Regions from separate parts of the Mus musculus genome. Here regions 2, 3, 4 and 5 are each linked to region 1. The links are chromatin contacts, called in public HiChIP or PLAC-seq and promoter capture Hi-C maps. All regions are on one chromosome and are shown on one strand. Each heading gives the region's core, a stretch centred on a gene start, on an enhancer-like site or on the middle of the called end of the contact. The rest is flanking DNA. Distances are from core to core; before and after follow the strand shown. Region 1 holds the start of Hnrnpa3 (heterogeneous nuclear ribonucleoprotein A3). Region 2 holds the start of Prkra (protein kinase, interferon inducible double stranded RNA dependent activator). Region 3 holds the start of Hoxd3 (homeobox D3). Region 4 holds the start of Mtx2 (metaxin 2). Region 5 holds the start of Rbm45 (RNA binding motif protein 45).

Region 1 (2,742 bases), core at 74-2,573:
TAACTGAGAGACTTAGAAAATATCTAGCCTGTGGTTTTCTTTTTGAAGATTTTACTTTCGAGTGAACCGCTTTTAATGAACGCATTAAGACAATTCAACACAAGCCCTTAAAGGGGGCTCACTTTCTTCCATCTTCTGGAAATATTAGTTAGAACATTCAATATGCAGACAGCCACATACCAGAAACCCAACTACCCAAATTCACGTAAAACCCCTTTATTCAAGCCTCGCATAAATGAATTTGACAATACACAAAAAGCATCTCTATACACACAAAATTCTCGTAATCGTGGTATTTTCTAGTGTGGTCGCAGTTCTCTAAAACCAAAATCCAGGAAAACCAAAATCCGGGCCAATCCGAAGTATGAGAAATTAGATCAATAAAAATATTAAGCTCCAAGTAAACACATCTACACTCAAACCCCCGAAATGGTTAAGACTTCAACCACAGGACGCTGTAAATACTCTCATTCCAAATACTTGAGCACAAGCAGCGGGTTAGGAAGCACCTTAAAGCAGCAAGCTTTTCAGTAATGTATCCCCAAATGAGCGCTGAGAAAATCCGGCCCGAGTATTGCGCGGATTGTCATCACCCAGAAGGCCCGCCAAGGCCTAGATCCACGTCGGGAGCACCCCAGCGGAAAGCACCGCGCCCGGAGCCTGGAGGCCATCTGCGGCAGAAACGCCGGGCCGCCTCCCGCCGTCCCCTCCAATCCCCGCGCACTCCTTCTTGGCGGCGTAGCCAGGCGGCGGCCATTGCGGGCCACTGCGCCATTTCGTAACGCGGCGGCGGCGGATCAATGTCAATGCGGCCGCCGCCCGCCTGCTCGCTCGCCCGGATGTGCTCCTCCCCTCCCCCACCGCCTCCTCCCAACCGCTCCCGCGGAGGCCCGCCATGCCGCCCGCGGCCTCGCTAAGTCAGGCCGCGCAGCCCGAGGGCATCCTCGCCCGGCTGCCGAGCCACTCCCCGGCCCCGCCGCGTCTTCGAGGGCTGCCGGTGCGGCCGACCGAGAGGACCAGGCCGACGGAGGGCCCGGAGGAGGCCACCCGGCCCGCTCCCCTCCCCCTCCCACCGCCCTCAGCGCAAAGCGCGGGACGATCGTCCCGGTCTCCCCGGCCTCCCCACTCCCATCGAGCCAAAGCCCCCCCATGCCGGCAACTACCCAGCAACCCCCCGCTCTCCCCCTAATACCTCCTCCCCCCGGCGGCGGCGGCGACGGCCGGAGTCAGGCTGGGGGCGACCGGGCGGCGGTTTTACCTCCATTTTGAGACCGGACTCGCCTCTTCCAACTCGAGTTCAATATGGGACCGAGAGGAAGAGGCGGGGCCAGTCACCACGTGATGTGCTATCCGCGCGCCGCCCGCCCACTGGGGGCGGAGTCATGAGAAAGCGGAGCGCGACTGGTCCACCGCGTTGGCGGGCCGAGGGTGGAGAGCGGGGATTGGGCCGCCGGCGGGAGCGCGCGCGCCTCGCCAACTTCCAACGCAGCGCCGCCTTCGCCGCGGTTCGCGCCCGGCAGCGACGCTTACGTCAGCGGCAGCTCGACCAATGGCGAGAGCCCACGTCGGGAGAAAGCCGCGTGACCGCGCGTCAGCTTAGAGAAAGGCCTTTCCCTTTCTTCTGGCCCCTCTCGCCCCTCCCCCGCGCGCCTGCGGGTCTCCATTTCCGAGTTCACCTCCATTCCAGAGCCAAATGGAAAGTCACGCTTTTCTGACTTGAGACTTAAGGTTGTAAGAAAGCCAGTTGACCATCTTCGCCTCCCTCGCGGCTTTCTAAATGTCGAGAGCCCAGGTTTGGAAAAATGTGACTGCGCCGCCTTCCTGGGAGACCCACACTGCAAGTCGCAGTCGGGGCACGTCTCACGGACCGCAAAACGCGGCTGAGTTACTGCGGTTTTCACCTTAGCAGCTTGCACATTTACAAATTAAGACAGTCTGGGAGGAAGAAGCAGAGCCACTTGGGTATAGAATTGAGAGAATGGAACGATTTCCAACGTTTCCAAAAGGCTTCTGGCCATATAGGCCCTCTACCTGTTGGCTAGAGATTTGTTTCTTATTTAAAGTGGTCATCAGTTTCGAGTTTTAGTGTGCAGTATATGAACGAAATAAGTCGAATCGTTTATTTGCTTAGCAAAGGGATTTGGAACGATTTGGGTTTTTAATCAAATAAAAGCAAACATAGGATTAGGTAGTCTCGAAACACCCACTGTAACGAAGAATGATACCCCGGATTCTAATAGTATGTAAACGCAAACACTGTTTTTATTCTGTAGAAGTCCAGCATGCTGGGGTCTCCCGTTACCAAGATAGAGCCTGAAGTGAGCCCGCAGGACCAATTTAAAGCACCTTAGTGGAATCCTGGGGTAGGTGGGCTTTGTCTTACTCTGTCTCTAGGTATTCCAGAACCATACTAGGGTATGGTGCCTGGAAACTGGCTGAGGAATCTGGGGTGGGGGGTGGTAGGCTGTGTCTTATGCTATCTCGAAGGACATTCCATTACTGGGGCGTGGGGGCTGGCTGGGAACTGCTGACCCATTGTCCTTGTTTCAGGCCAGGTGGTGGGGCAGTTTCTAATTAGCTGCCTGAAGCCTGGGTTTTTAGACCTCGTCTCCTTAGCTGCTAATTTGAAGCCTGTCGTGGACTTAGCCTAGCCTTCTCACAATAACAACTGTAAATTAAAAGTCTACAGATTTGCTAGTCGTGGTATGTGTCACCTCTAGGCTACTCTGAAGGCAGAGGCCC
Region 2 (2,742 bases), core at 155-2,654, 990 kb before region 1:
AAAGCGAGAATAGGCTTAACCTAAGCCCCAGTAGAATTCAATTTGGTTCAATTCCGGATATTTTTTCCTTGCTTCCAAGTGTTTGGGCTCTCATACAACCAAAACAAATTTCCATCACAGAACCAAATACTTTTGTACATCAACCTAAAACTTCCATTAAAAAACAAACAAACAAACAAACAAACAAGCAAACAAAAAAACCTTTTAGGAGTCTCTCAGTAAGAATATTTCTAGAATTCAATTCTAGAGCATTAAGTAAACACAGGAGCCATTGTGCAAATAGTTCACAAATTCTAAGACGCTCTGAAGCGCTAACACACCCACAACATACTCTGTAGGTGGAGCGTTCCAGGTTAACGTCATCACTCTCCATTGCACAGGTCAACCGGAAGAGCAATCCTGGAAACTGGTCTAAATATCCTTGCTATGCACTCCACCTCCAGCATCTCTTTGGGGATCCCACATGTTCCCAAAGCAGAGGTTCTAAACCTGTGGGTTGCAAGTCCCCTGGGGTTGCATTATAGTAGCAAAACTACAGATATGAAGTAGCAAGAAATAATATTATAGTTGGCGAGGGGGAGAAGGGGTTGTCACCACGACATGAGGAACTGAATTAAAGGGTCACAGCATTAGGAAGAATGAAAACCACTATCCTAAGCAGGTCACAAGAGTCCGCCAGACAGCAGCGGGCCCGCCAGACAGCAGCGGGCCCAGGGATCCAGGGCTCTTAAAGCCACTGGCTGCCCCTTAGCTGACGCTCTCGGGTCTCAAGTTTCGGGGCCAAGATCCACAATTTTCTTAGTAATTTACCATTCGAATTTTTAAATCTTTCTTAAAGTAGTCCAACCCTTAATCTTTTTTCCTTGCTCCTCAAACATGCTAGGCTCGTAGCCTACTACTAGCTTTCTCGCTGAGAAGGAAGCCACCTCCCTTTAAGGACAAAGGACTGAGGCTCTCTGCACCACTAAAGGCGGGAGGGGAAACTCGGGGAACCGAAGCGGGGTGCAGGCAGGAGCCGGGAAGAGCCGGGACATGCAATGGAGGCGGGGCCTAGAAGGGTGAGGGGCGGGGCCGGGCGCTCAGAAGCTTTGGAAGCGGAACGGGGGGTGGGGGGAGGCGCCTGCAGAGGCTGGGAAGAGCCCGGACTGGCAGAGAGGGCGGAGCCAGGTCGCAGGAGGGGCGGGGCCGGGCTCTGAGAAGCTCTGGGAACCCAACTAGAGAGCGGGCGGTAGCTGGGAAGGACAGAAACTTGGCAGAGAGGGCGGAGCCCGAGGAACGGGAAAGGGCTGAGCACTGTGGCAAAGTGGAGCAAGAACATCGAGGGGCTGAGCATGGCAGAGAGGGGCGGGGCAGAGAGGCTGGGCAGAGAGGGGGTGTGGCCGGCTCTTCCGCGCCGAGGCCCCGCCTCTCCTTCCTTCTCCTCCTGTCCCTTAGCTGGAGGGAGGCAGGCAGCGATTCGAGGGGCGTCCAAGCGGCAGCGCGGGCACGCTCCTCTCGGGAACTGGCCGACGTGGAGAGGGAGGACCCAGATCCACACTTCTCTTGATTGCTGTGGCCAGCCGTCCCTTCTCGCCATGTCCCATAGCAGGCATCGTGCCGAGGCCCCGCCGCTGCAGCGCGAGGACAGCGGGACCTTCAGGTCAGCGCCGGGCCGTCGAGGCCTCAAGGCCCAAGACGGGTGGGCAGCGGGGCAGGGGCAGGGAGCCGGCTGTCGGGCAGCATTCTGGGTAAAGCTCCCCCCTCTCCCGGCGTGGCGCTGGGCCCGCCCTCCGGGCCCTGGGGGTCTGCTGCGCGCCCCGCCCCTCTAGTGACCCTAGGCAGCTAGCCGATCGGGAGGACTTGATCAGTGTTGAGGCGCAGACCCGGGTGTCTAGCTGCCTAGTCCAAGCCCACCCGATTTCTTTCAGCATCCCTCCCACCGCTCTCAAGTTCTCTGTACAGACCTCTCCACTCTCCTCCATGGGCTGCAGCACCCGGGGACAGGTGCTCGCCCAGGCCTTGCCACTGATCCTGGCCGCTGGGGAGCTGCAGAACCTTTTTGTCACCATTTGTGACTGTCAAAACTGAGAAGTGGATGCTTTTGCTTCCCTTTCAGCTTTGACGTGCAATGCCTACGTTTTTTTCTGGTTTTTGCAGTTTGGGCAAGATGATAACAGCTAAGCCTGGGAAAACACCGATTCAGGTATTGCACGAGTACGGCATGAAGACCAAGAACATTCCAGTTTATGAATGTGAAAGATCCGATGTGCAAGTACACGTGCCCACTTTCACCTTCAGAGTAACCGTTGGTGACATAACTTGCACAGGTCTGTATGCAGTTAATTCCCCATGACCATGTGGATTGGAGGCCCTGATTCTATGTTGCTTTTCAGTAAGGAAAAGCGCCCTTTTAATTAAGATGGCTGTGGGAGTGTACTCTGAAGACAAGAGACTCCAGGATCAACTTCATTTGTTTCGCTCCCTAGTTCTGTCTCGCTAAGATGTAAGGAAGCTCAGACACTCCCAGCATCCTGCACACTTTCCAGTACCTGGGGAGCCGGCTAAAGTTCCTCTTAAGAATTAAAAACTGGAAATATTCTTGGAGCTCCGATAGCCAAGTCCGTGGGTGCTATCGCCTTTCAAAGTTACAAAGTTACCAGCGCAGAGGCTAGTAGCCACGCCGTCAGAATTTTCCGAGTTTCCCTTTTTATGGACACATCTGGAACTTCGGATTCTTGGTACCTACCACGCTTGAGTGTGTGT
Region 3 (2,742 bases), core at 174-2,673, 950 kb after region 1:
TATGGCCCACCGCCATGTGCAGTCTTATGCGCAATGCGGCAGATTGTCTAAGGTTTCAATGTTTCCCTATGTGTTCCTGAAGGAACAGGAAATAGGGGTTTCAAAGTGCATCGTCAAATGCCATCCAAAATTTTGGGGAGTGAAACAACATTATGTTCTGCAAAGATTTTCTTTTTCTTTCTTTCTTTTTTTTTCCTGTGTGTTTGGTTCAGTAGTTTCGAAATAAGGGAAATATTGCAGTATGGTGTTTATTGGAAAATGGAAAAAAAAACACAACGCATTTGGAAAGCAAAAAGATCTACTCTTTCATTACTCTGACAAATGAGAAACACACGCGATGTTTGAACGCCGAAATGCCTCACATTTCTCAAATATCTATTGGGTTTATCCTAAAACCTGTACCAGATTTTCTGATATTACTTCCCATAGCAAACATCCATTTGTGACATAAAATAGTCCAAATTCACCTGACACATTATCAGATGCAGGAAGAACCTAGCTTGGGTTATTATTACCATTTTCCCCTTAAGAATTAGAGAAATGTTTTTAAATAATTAAAGCGTCTTTATACACAAGGCCCAATAAAATATAGATCCTAAAAATTGGCCTCACCCATGAAAGACATCCTGAATACACCGAAGTCTCCCCACCCCCACCCACGACCCAACCCTCGAAAAACACCTGTTAACCTAGGGTAGTTCTGACCACCATCAAACCACAGAAACACGGTATTCTATACCATACGAAACCTTTACTGACCCCACCCCTCACCCCCCAGCCCCAGCCAAGCTGAGGAGTCCAGAAACCATTTTCACATTCTTCTTCACAGGGCGGATTGGGGGAGGGGAGCTCGGGATCTGCGGGTTTCCAAGTCAAGGGATCTCTGAGGGGGTGGGGTGAGGTGAGAGACACGAAGGAGTCCCCAATGCACTTTTGAGCCTAGCAGGACCCTACCTCGAGCCCCAAGGGACATACTTTAGGGACGAGGATGCAGAGAGCGATCCCCAGGTTCTTGAATAACGCGGGGAGCTGGGGAAGTGGCACCCATTGCCCGAGGCGGTGGAGCGGGCAGCTCCTGCGCCAGCAGGGTGGCTCTTACCCGGAGGGTGCCGAACTGCGGGCGGTCGGCCCGGACTGTGGCTGGAATCCATCCGGCGCTGCCCGGCTGCGCTCACCATCCTCGGCAGGTTTGGGCTCATGTTGCTGGAGGGATCGGGTAGGAAGCTCGGGACCAGGGTTGAAGCAGGCGGTCGGCTCCCTGCTGGAGTGTGAGAGGCGGCTGGTGGCTCGGCGCCCGGGGCTCCTTCCGGGCTCCCCGCCGGCTCTGGAAGCGGCCGCAATCGCGACCGGGGGCGAGCTGCGGTGGAGTCGCGGCGGGAGCCCAGGCCGCTGCGGACCACGCGATCCCGCAGCCGGCGACTAGAGCCCACCTCTGCAGAGACAAAGGTTAGAAAAAGAGGGGGTGAGGCTCTGGGAAAGCAGAATGCGGGGGCAAATTCGCCTGGGAAATCAGGAAAAAGGCCGTGAAGGCGAGCGGCGCCTGCACATGACCAGCCGCAGCCAATGACGACCGCAAATAGGTCATAAAAAGGTCTATTACCAAGTTGTAAATTTTCTTCAAACAAAAAGGAATTTACTGCAATTCCTTGCGGATTTTGCACATACAGCTCGCGAGCGCCATGTTTTTCCTCTTCTCTTTCTCTCTCTCTCTCCTCTCTCTCCTCTCTCTCTCTCTCTCTCTCTCTCTCTCTCTCTCTCTCTCTCTCTCTCCTTACTACCTCTCCTCTTTTTATCTTCTTTTCTTTTCCTTTCTCTTCGGAATCCCTTTCCTCTCTTCTCTCTCTCTCTCTCTCTCTCTCTCTCTCTCTCTCTCTCTCTCTCTCCTCTCTGTGTGTCAGTTCTCTCTCGTTCTGTCTCTGTCTGTCTCTGTGCCTCCCCCCCCCTCTTTCACACACACACACACACACACACACACACACACACACACACACACGCACGCGCGCACGCACCACACCTTTTCTAGGAATTACTGGGCATTTTTGGTTTTGTTTGGCTCAAAACGTCTGTGCAATTGGCCGCCATGTGGGAGGGAAATGAGACCAGGCAGTGCTTAAGCTCCGGGGATGTCATCCCACAGCGCCTCCCCCAGTCCCAAGTCTGCCCCCCCCCCCAACGTTGGTCACTTGGCTACTCTCTTCCTCTCCCTCACAAAAAAACACTTGTCCAGAAGGAAAGCAGGCACTCTCAGTTTTTACCCGCTCATTTCAGGAAAGCCACATCCCAATACTTTACCCAGAAAACGGGGCTGTTTAGGCCAAGAGAGCACATTCATTTGCCACTTGGCTCCAACTTAAATTAGGGTCCCTCCCGCCTCCTACGTGTTTCTGTGGTGGGGGAGCAACCACTCATCCCAAAGGCTGTGAATGGTTTGGGATACTTGTCTACCTCTCTGAAATACCATTTTGAGCACCCACGATTGGGCTTTTAATCTATTGCCACAGAAAGGAAATTCCCCCCCCCCCCCATCCCTCACTTTAGGTCCTCGATCAATTCTTGCTTATTGGGGAAGTTAGTACTAGTCCTCTCTGCTCTTTCTTCAATCATTTCAGCCCCTGGCCTCCATGTTTGACCATTGAAAAACGCTCAATGCAGCTCTGGGAAGGGAAGGAGTTTTATCTGTTCTTGAAAAGAACAATCTAGGAAAAAAAAAATTCCTCAAAGGTTGGAGTGGTATCACCTTTG
Region 4 (2,742 bases), core at 74-2,573, 830 kb after region 1:
TCTTGTTGAAAAGAAATCACACATTGGATATATACATTCAGAATACAAACATATACTGTGAAATGATTTATGACATAGTATCAGTCTAAAATAAACCACTGACCTCAAGTCAGAGGCCTGACTTTTTCAACCTCACTGATAAAGTCAGAGAGAAACATTACTTGAAATCTGTGTTATTTACTCAAGTCATGGGTATTTAAAGAGAACTGACAGACAGGTCCTAGGATACAATGGGAAACAAAATTCCCTGCTTTCATGAAGCTTACAATCTCTCTTCTATCCTCTCTCCTATAAAATGCTATTTTAAAGGAAATCTAAGTTCACACAAATTCAATACAATGGAAAGCGTTTCGAAAAGTTGATAACACATTATACTTTCATTTCCAATGTACTACTTTACCCCAAATACGACTGTTTATCTTAGTGACTATCTCCTCATTCGAACGTTGAAAACACTGCTGGAATTAACATTCATCCCATTAACTTGACTCTTTTTTTCTATCATAGCCACTTTCGCCAAAATAAAAACTTCAATACGAATGTGTGTGTGTGTGTGTGTGTGTGTGTGTCAAAAGATGTTTACTTTCTTTAAACTTCATGCCCATTAAGAATAATTCAAAGAATCCCACAGACTTTGCAAATGGCTTGGAGAACAACTCGGGTGACCCATCAACAACAGGTAAAGAAGGGCAGCTCAAGAGTGACAGTCACCTTAAACTTGAGAACCCAAGAGCAGAGAGGCTGCCCTATTCCCACGGAAACCTTGGGGGAGGCGAGGACCCAACCCGTGGCCACGCCCCCACCTCGATCCCCAGCCCCGGGCCTCCGCCACCTAAACCGCGGAGTCGGGGAACAAAGCGCCGCGGAGGGAGTGAGGTCAGGACTCTGTCCCTGCAGGGTGACCTTGGCCATGTGTCCTCAGTTTCCTCATCCAGAAAGTGAGGCCAAGCCTCCATGGCCGCTGCCGCCTCCACCCGGGCTGTAGACTCAGCACCCTCGACCCACGGCTACAGGGAAACTCCAGCCCTCCGCCTCCCCACGCGGATCCCCGCCGCCACCCACGCCGCCCCGTCGGCGCCCACACGGGCTACCTGCGATCTGGGAGACGAACGCTTCCGCCACCAGAGACATGTCGGCTGCGAGGTCCTGCGCGCGCGCCTGAGCTCCGCGGCGCTCGGCGCCCTCCCGCGCGACCTCGGCGGCCTTCCCCCGGCAGCTGACGAGCTTCGCTGGGCCAACGCTAAGACGAGCAGAGCTCACCTCGGCAGCGGTGGCTCGGCCCGCAAGGTTACCGCCAGGCCGACCAAGCACTTCCGGCGTCGCTGACAACGCGCGCCGGCACTTCCGGCTGCTCCGCCCCGCGCGCTCCGGACCTGCGAGAGCCCTAAGAGAGCAGGCTCTCTGGCTAGAGTCTTTTGGATTTGATTGCAACCTTTCAGCAGTTCAACAAGACAGAAACAGCTTCAAGAGGTTCAAGTGCCTGGTCTGGTTCTACTGGAGCCCAGAAACTCAGGAATTCTCTCAATTCCACTAACTGTAGGATTCGGGGTCCATAGACTGATATTAGTGTTGGTTATTTGTTCAAATGCGCTAGCCAGAAGGAGGCTTACACAGCTTGTGAGCTGAGACATAATTTAATCTTTCAACTCCAAGCACCCAAAATGAAGCTTGGAGAATAAAGCACTTCAATTACTTGTTTCTGAGTGTAGAAGGAACAAGAGTAAAAGGAAGGGCGCTAGATCCCTTGAATCTTTCCTCTTAGTCTAATCTTTTTTTTTTTTAACTATAGGTTACAATTGACCAAAAATCATAAATATTACAGAATTAGAAAATTAGAAGCATAAAGTTACACTTGATTTCAGAAATCATTTGGTGAGCCAAAGCCCCCTTTCGCTGATGAGAACATGGCTCGGAGAGGTGAGACGATGTTGTTGTGTGTGTGTGTCAGTGTATAGACCCAAGACAACTTTTGGTACTTAGTTCTCTCCAACCATGTGGGTTCCAGGGATCCAACTCAAGTCTTCAGGCTCGGTAGCATAGCCCATACACACACATGCATCAGCTTGTACAGTGGTCAGTGTCTCAGTACCTCTTCAGTTGCTCTCCATCCTCTATTTTGAGATAGGGTCTCTCACTGAGAATCTGGAGCACAAGGATTAGGCTGGCCAACAACACTCGGAACTTGGTCTGTCCCTGCCCACCTCCCACCCAACCCTAGAGTAAACTACTGTACCTGGCCTGCCTCTGCCTCCCGAGTGCTGGGATTAAAGGTGTGCACCACCACGCCTGGCGATTTTGTTTCTTGTCCACAGATCTCTGACCCTCCATTACAGTTTATTGTCTAAATTTCTGTTCATATACTTAAGTAGTATATTGCTTTCTTAGAGGTGCGGGACAGATTATCACACACTGGGTGTTTAAAACAACGGATGCATTTACTCTCTGGTTCTGGAAGCTAGAAGTCTGAGGTTAAAGTGTTGGCAAGACGATGCTTGCTCTCAAGGACATAGAAATAAATGTCCTTCCTCCATCTGCCCAGCTTCTAGGATTTCCAGGGTTCCTGGGCATTCCATGGCTTTAGACAAGTCATTTCCACCTTTGCTCCCACCATTAGGCAACATTCTCCCTTGCATCTGTTTGTCCAAACTTCTGTCTTCCACTGAAGGCACCAGCCAATGGATTAAGGCCTACTCATTTTTTTTATGACCTCTTCTTGGTTTTATCTGCAGAGCCAATTTGCAA
Region 5 (2,742 bases), core at 96-2,595, 710 kb before region 1:
GTTCTCAAAAATTTTAACCCCGTTCCTCCCTTGCTCTCCCCCCGCCCCCATTTATTTCCCCTTCTCTACGTGCTCATGGCTGGCCTCTTCTTTCTTCTTCCTTTTCTTTCTCTCTTCTTCTTCTTCCTCCTGCTCCTTCTTCTTTCCCTCCCCCTCCTCCTCTCCCTCTGCCTTTCTCTGCCCCTACTACCCTCTAACTCCCCTCCCCATGCCCAGGTGCAGCATAGAAGAGGGGCTGGAGACACTCTAGCCCACAGTCCATGAACACTCGTAAATGGTATTCTTACAAAACCCAAACCAGAATTCCCCCACACCTTGCACCGTTTTCTAGGTTTGCCCCTTTCCAGTATAGCATAGCTTGTCACAAAATACTTTTACTTTGATAATTTTCTGTTTATAGGCATGGTGCTGTAATTTTTTTTTTACTTAAGAGATCCTTCAAGCTTTGTAAAAGTAAAATACACGAGGAAAAAAAACCCTAAAACTAAATTTTCTAGTCGCGAAGGTAATTACAGTGTTCGAGAGAGGAAGCTCAGAAAAGTTTTCACAATAGACAGGAAGACGGGGACAGGAGGTTGACTGACTTACGAGGTCAGCCACAGTTGTGCTATCCTTGGATGTGGCTACCCAATCTGTTCCCAGGGTAAGAGGCTCCTTTGGCCAGAGGCCGGGGATCCGCTCCTCCAAGCCATCCTCGGCACACTCACGGTGCGTGCAGAATCCAACCCCTCTCCTACCAGATGCACAGCATCCCCGGCGCAGCAAAGGGGCGGGAGAGACCCCAACCCATACCGCCGTCACCCTCGCGAGCACCCTCAACCCCGGGCACCCATATCCCAAACACCCCAACCTGGGCATCTCTACCTCACACACCCTAAACCAGGCACCTCAGCCCCGCACCTTGATGGGCTTGGTGTCGCTGGGACCCAGGCACTGTCCGTGCATCTCCTCCATTGCCCGGCAGGCCTGTGAGCTGCGCGCGAACTTGACGAAGGCCACGCCCTTGGACTCCTTAGTGTGCTTGTCGCGCACCACCCAGATGTCCTGGATGTCTCCGAAGGGCGAGAAGCGCTCCCTCAGCACCAATTCGGATGTGTGCTTGCTGATCACTAGAAAAATGCGGCTGTTGGGCGGCTCATCCAGGCTGTCTACGCCCGGGCGGAATCCTCCGCTGCCTCCCAAGCCGCCGGCGTCGTCCATGGCGCCCCACGCGGGACCCAGGCGCAGCCCCCCTGCAGGCCCTGTTCACCCGGCAGGTTCTCGGCCGCTTCCCGGCCGCTTCCCGGCAGCTCCCCGTCTCGCCCCACGCCGGTAAGCAGCTCCGCTTCCGGAAGAGCCGAGAGCCGGAAAGCAGGTGCGTCCCGCAGTGAGGTCTGCGGGCTTCCGGGAACATTCTGCAGCGCCCCCTGGTGCCACGGTGGACTCAGCAATCTCAAATCTTCAGTCCCAGGGAAAACCAAGAATGGGTTTATGCAAACCACTTTGCCCTGTGGCTAAAAAGATCCACCTGCCTGATTCTTAAGCCTTCCCAAAGCTGGCTTCTACTAAGCCTGTAATCAGATTGCTACATTTGAGGCCTCCTGGGCTACATAGTAAATTTGAGGTCAGCAAAAGCACCACACCAAAAATATACAAAAAGCAGGCAGGCTTCACTCAAAATGGTCCATAGAGACAGGTACAAAGGACCATTGCGTTGGGGTCTTGCAGTAAGGGGGAGAGACTGGACTTGGTTCCAGTAAGATAAATGGAGGACAGTACAATATGAGTTAGTATAAGGACAATTACTGAAGATCGCGGGGTAAGAGAGACTCTCAGTAGATCTGCTTCCCAGAACTTAGGCTGTAGATAAGTGATAAGTTGATAAGTAATAAAACATTAACAGCCGGGCAGTGGTGGCGCACGCCTTTAATCCCAGCACTTGGGATGCAGCAGCAGGTGGATTTCTGAGTTTGAGGCCAGCCTGGTCTACAAAGTGAGTTCCAGGACAGCCAGGGCTATACAGAGAACCCCTGTTTCGAAAAACCAAAAAAAAAAAAAAAAAAAAAAAAAAAGACATTAACAGCAGTCAGACATCAAGGATAAGAATTATGGCGAAACTGACTTATCAGGATTTGTCCTCCAATTAGATTCCCCTAGAACAGAAAGCTGGAAGTTGGATCTAGTCAAGCAGAAGACCTGGGGGGAGTTTGTCTGAAATTTTGGTGAAAACACAGTCTTCATCACCGTTTTGGCGTGGCCTTGTTAGGATGGGTGTGGCCTAGTTAGAGTGGGTGTGGCCTTGTAGGAAGTGTGAGGTTGAGCTTTGGGAGTTTCAGTAGCAGTGCCTTCTTTCCCTCTTGTCTTTGGACCTGGAGGTAGAACTTCCAGCGGCTTCTCCAGCACTATTATCTCTGCCTGCTGCTATCCTTCCCGCCATGATGACGGTGGACTCAACCTCTGAAAGTGTAAGCCAGCCCCAGTGAAATGCTTTCCTTTATAAGAGTTACCGTGGTCATGGTGTCTCTTCGCAGCAATAGAATACTAAGAGTTAAAACCATAGAGTCTGATGGCTGAAAGGAGCCTTTTACAACCATGGAATCCTTATCCCTATTTTTAGAGATGAGGAAATCTGAGGCTCAAAGTTAAGATGCACAGGTAACAGAACCAGGCCCAGAGGCAGCTGTGTGTGTGATCTACGCAGCTACCGCAGCCCATCCAAGATGCACGAGCAGGGAGAGTGATGGATGCACATCTGAGAACTAC

What was found. Promoter capture Hi-C pulls out the DNA fragments that hold promoters and counts their contacts. HiChIP or PLAC-seq counts read pairs in DNA pulled down with a chosen protein or histone mark.
Region 2: a promoter capture Hi-C map of liver shows a contact between it and region 1, with 5 times the contacts expected there. The contact joins the promoter of Prkra here to the promoter of Hnrnpa3 in region 1. A contact is called at or near these places in 4 of 39 promoter capture datasets (hippocampal neurons, liver and pre-B cells) and 1 of 115 datasets of contacts at active chromatin or transcription factors (astrocytes).
Region 3: a promoter capture Hi-C map of the HPC-7 cell line shows a contact between it and region 1, with 19 times the contacts expected there. The contact joins the promoter of Hoxd3 here to the promoter of Hnrnpa3 in region 1. A contact is called at or near these places in 10 of 39 promoter capture datasets (the 3T3-L1 cell line, 3T3-L1-derived adipocytes, the HPC-7 cell line and 6 more), 2 of 484 Hi-C or Micro-C datasets (palatal mesenchyme and uterus) and 8 of 115 datasets of contacts at active chromatin or transcription factors (cardiomyocytes, embryonic forebrain, embryonic limb bud and 4 more).
Region 4: a promoter capture Hi-C map of liver shows a contact between it and region 1, with 5 times the contacts expected there. The contact joins the promoter of Mtx2 here to the promoter of Hnrnpa3 in region 1. A contact is called at or near these places in 9 of 39 promoter capture datasets (the 3T3-L1 cell line, 3T3-L1-derived adipocytes, cranial neural crest and 4 more) and 2 of 115 datasets of contacts at active chromatin or transcription factors (astrocytes and bone marrow-derived macrophages).
Region 5: a contact with region 1 is called in an H3K27ac HiChIP or PLAC-seq map of thymic regulatory T cells, with 4 times the contacts expected there. The contact joins the promoter of Rbm45 here to the promoter of Hnrnpa3 in region 1. A contact is called at or near these places in 2 of 39 promoter capture datasets (hippocampal neurons and pre-B cells) and 1 of 115 datasets of contacts at active chromatin or transcription factors (thymic regulatory T cells).

What each region holds. Positions count from the first base shown.
Region 1 is chr2:75,657,840-75,660,581 of GRCm38.p6, reverse strand. It overlaps Hnrnpa3 (heterogeneous nuclear ribonucleoprotein A3), which reads right to left and starts at 1,323. Exons shown (of 11, transcript NM_053263.1): 1 at 1,259-1,323. The coding sequence starts at 1,264. Gm39859 (predicted gene, 39859) reads left to right here and starts at 1,645. Exons shown (of 3, transcript NR_166143.1): 1 at 1,645-1,792; 2 at 2,274-2,363.
Region 2 is chr2:76,646,689-76,649,430 of GRCm38.p6, reverse strand. Prkra (protein kinase, interferon inducible double stranded RNA dependent activator) reads left to right here and starts at 1,404. Exons shown (of 8, transcript NM_011871.3): 1 at 1,404-1,639; 2 at 2,137-2,306. The coding sequence starts at 1,575.
Region 3 is chr2:74,710,674-74,713,415 of GRCm38.p6, reverse strand. It overlaps Hoxd3 (homeobox D3), which reads right to left and starts at 1,423. Exons shown (of 3, transcript NM_010468.2): 1 at 1,100-1,423. It overlaps Gm38462 (predicted gene, 38462), which reads left to right and starts at 1,358. Exons shown (of 2, transcript NR_164327.1): 1 at 1,358-1,446. The region is part of intron 2 of Hoxd3os1 (homeobox D3, opposite strand 1); the gene reads left to right.
Region 4 is chr2:74,824,393-74,827,134 of GRCm38.p6, reverse strand. It overlaps Mtx2 (metaxin 2), which reads right to left and starts at 1,323. Exons shown (of 10, transcript NM_016804.4): 1 at 1,092-1,323. The coding sequence starts at 1,131.
Region 5 is chr2:76,368,587-76,371,328 of GRCm38.p6, reverse strand. Rbm45 (RNA binding motif protein 45) reads right to left here and starts at 1,345. Exons shown (of 10, transcript NM_153405.2): 1 at 901-1,345. The coding sequence starts at 1,200.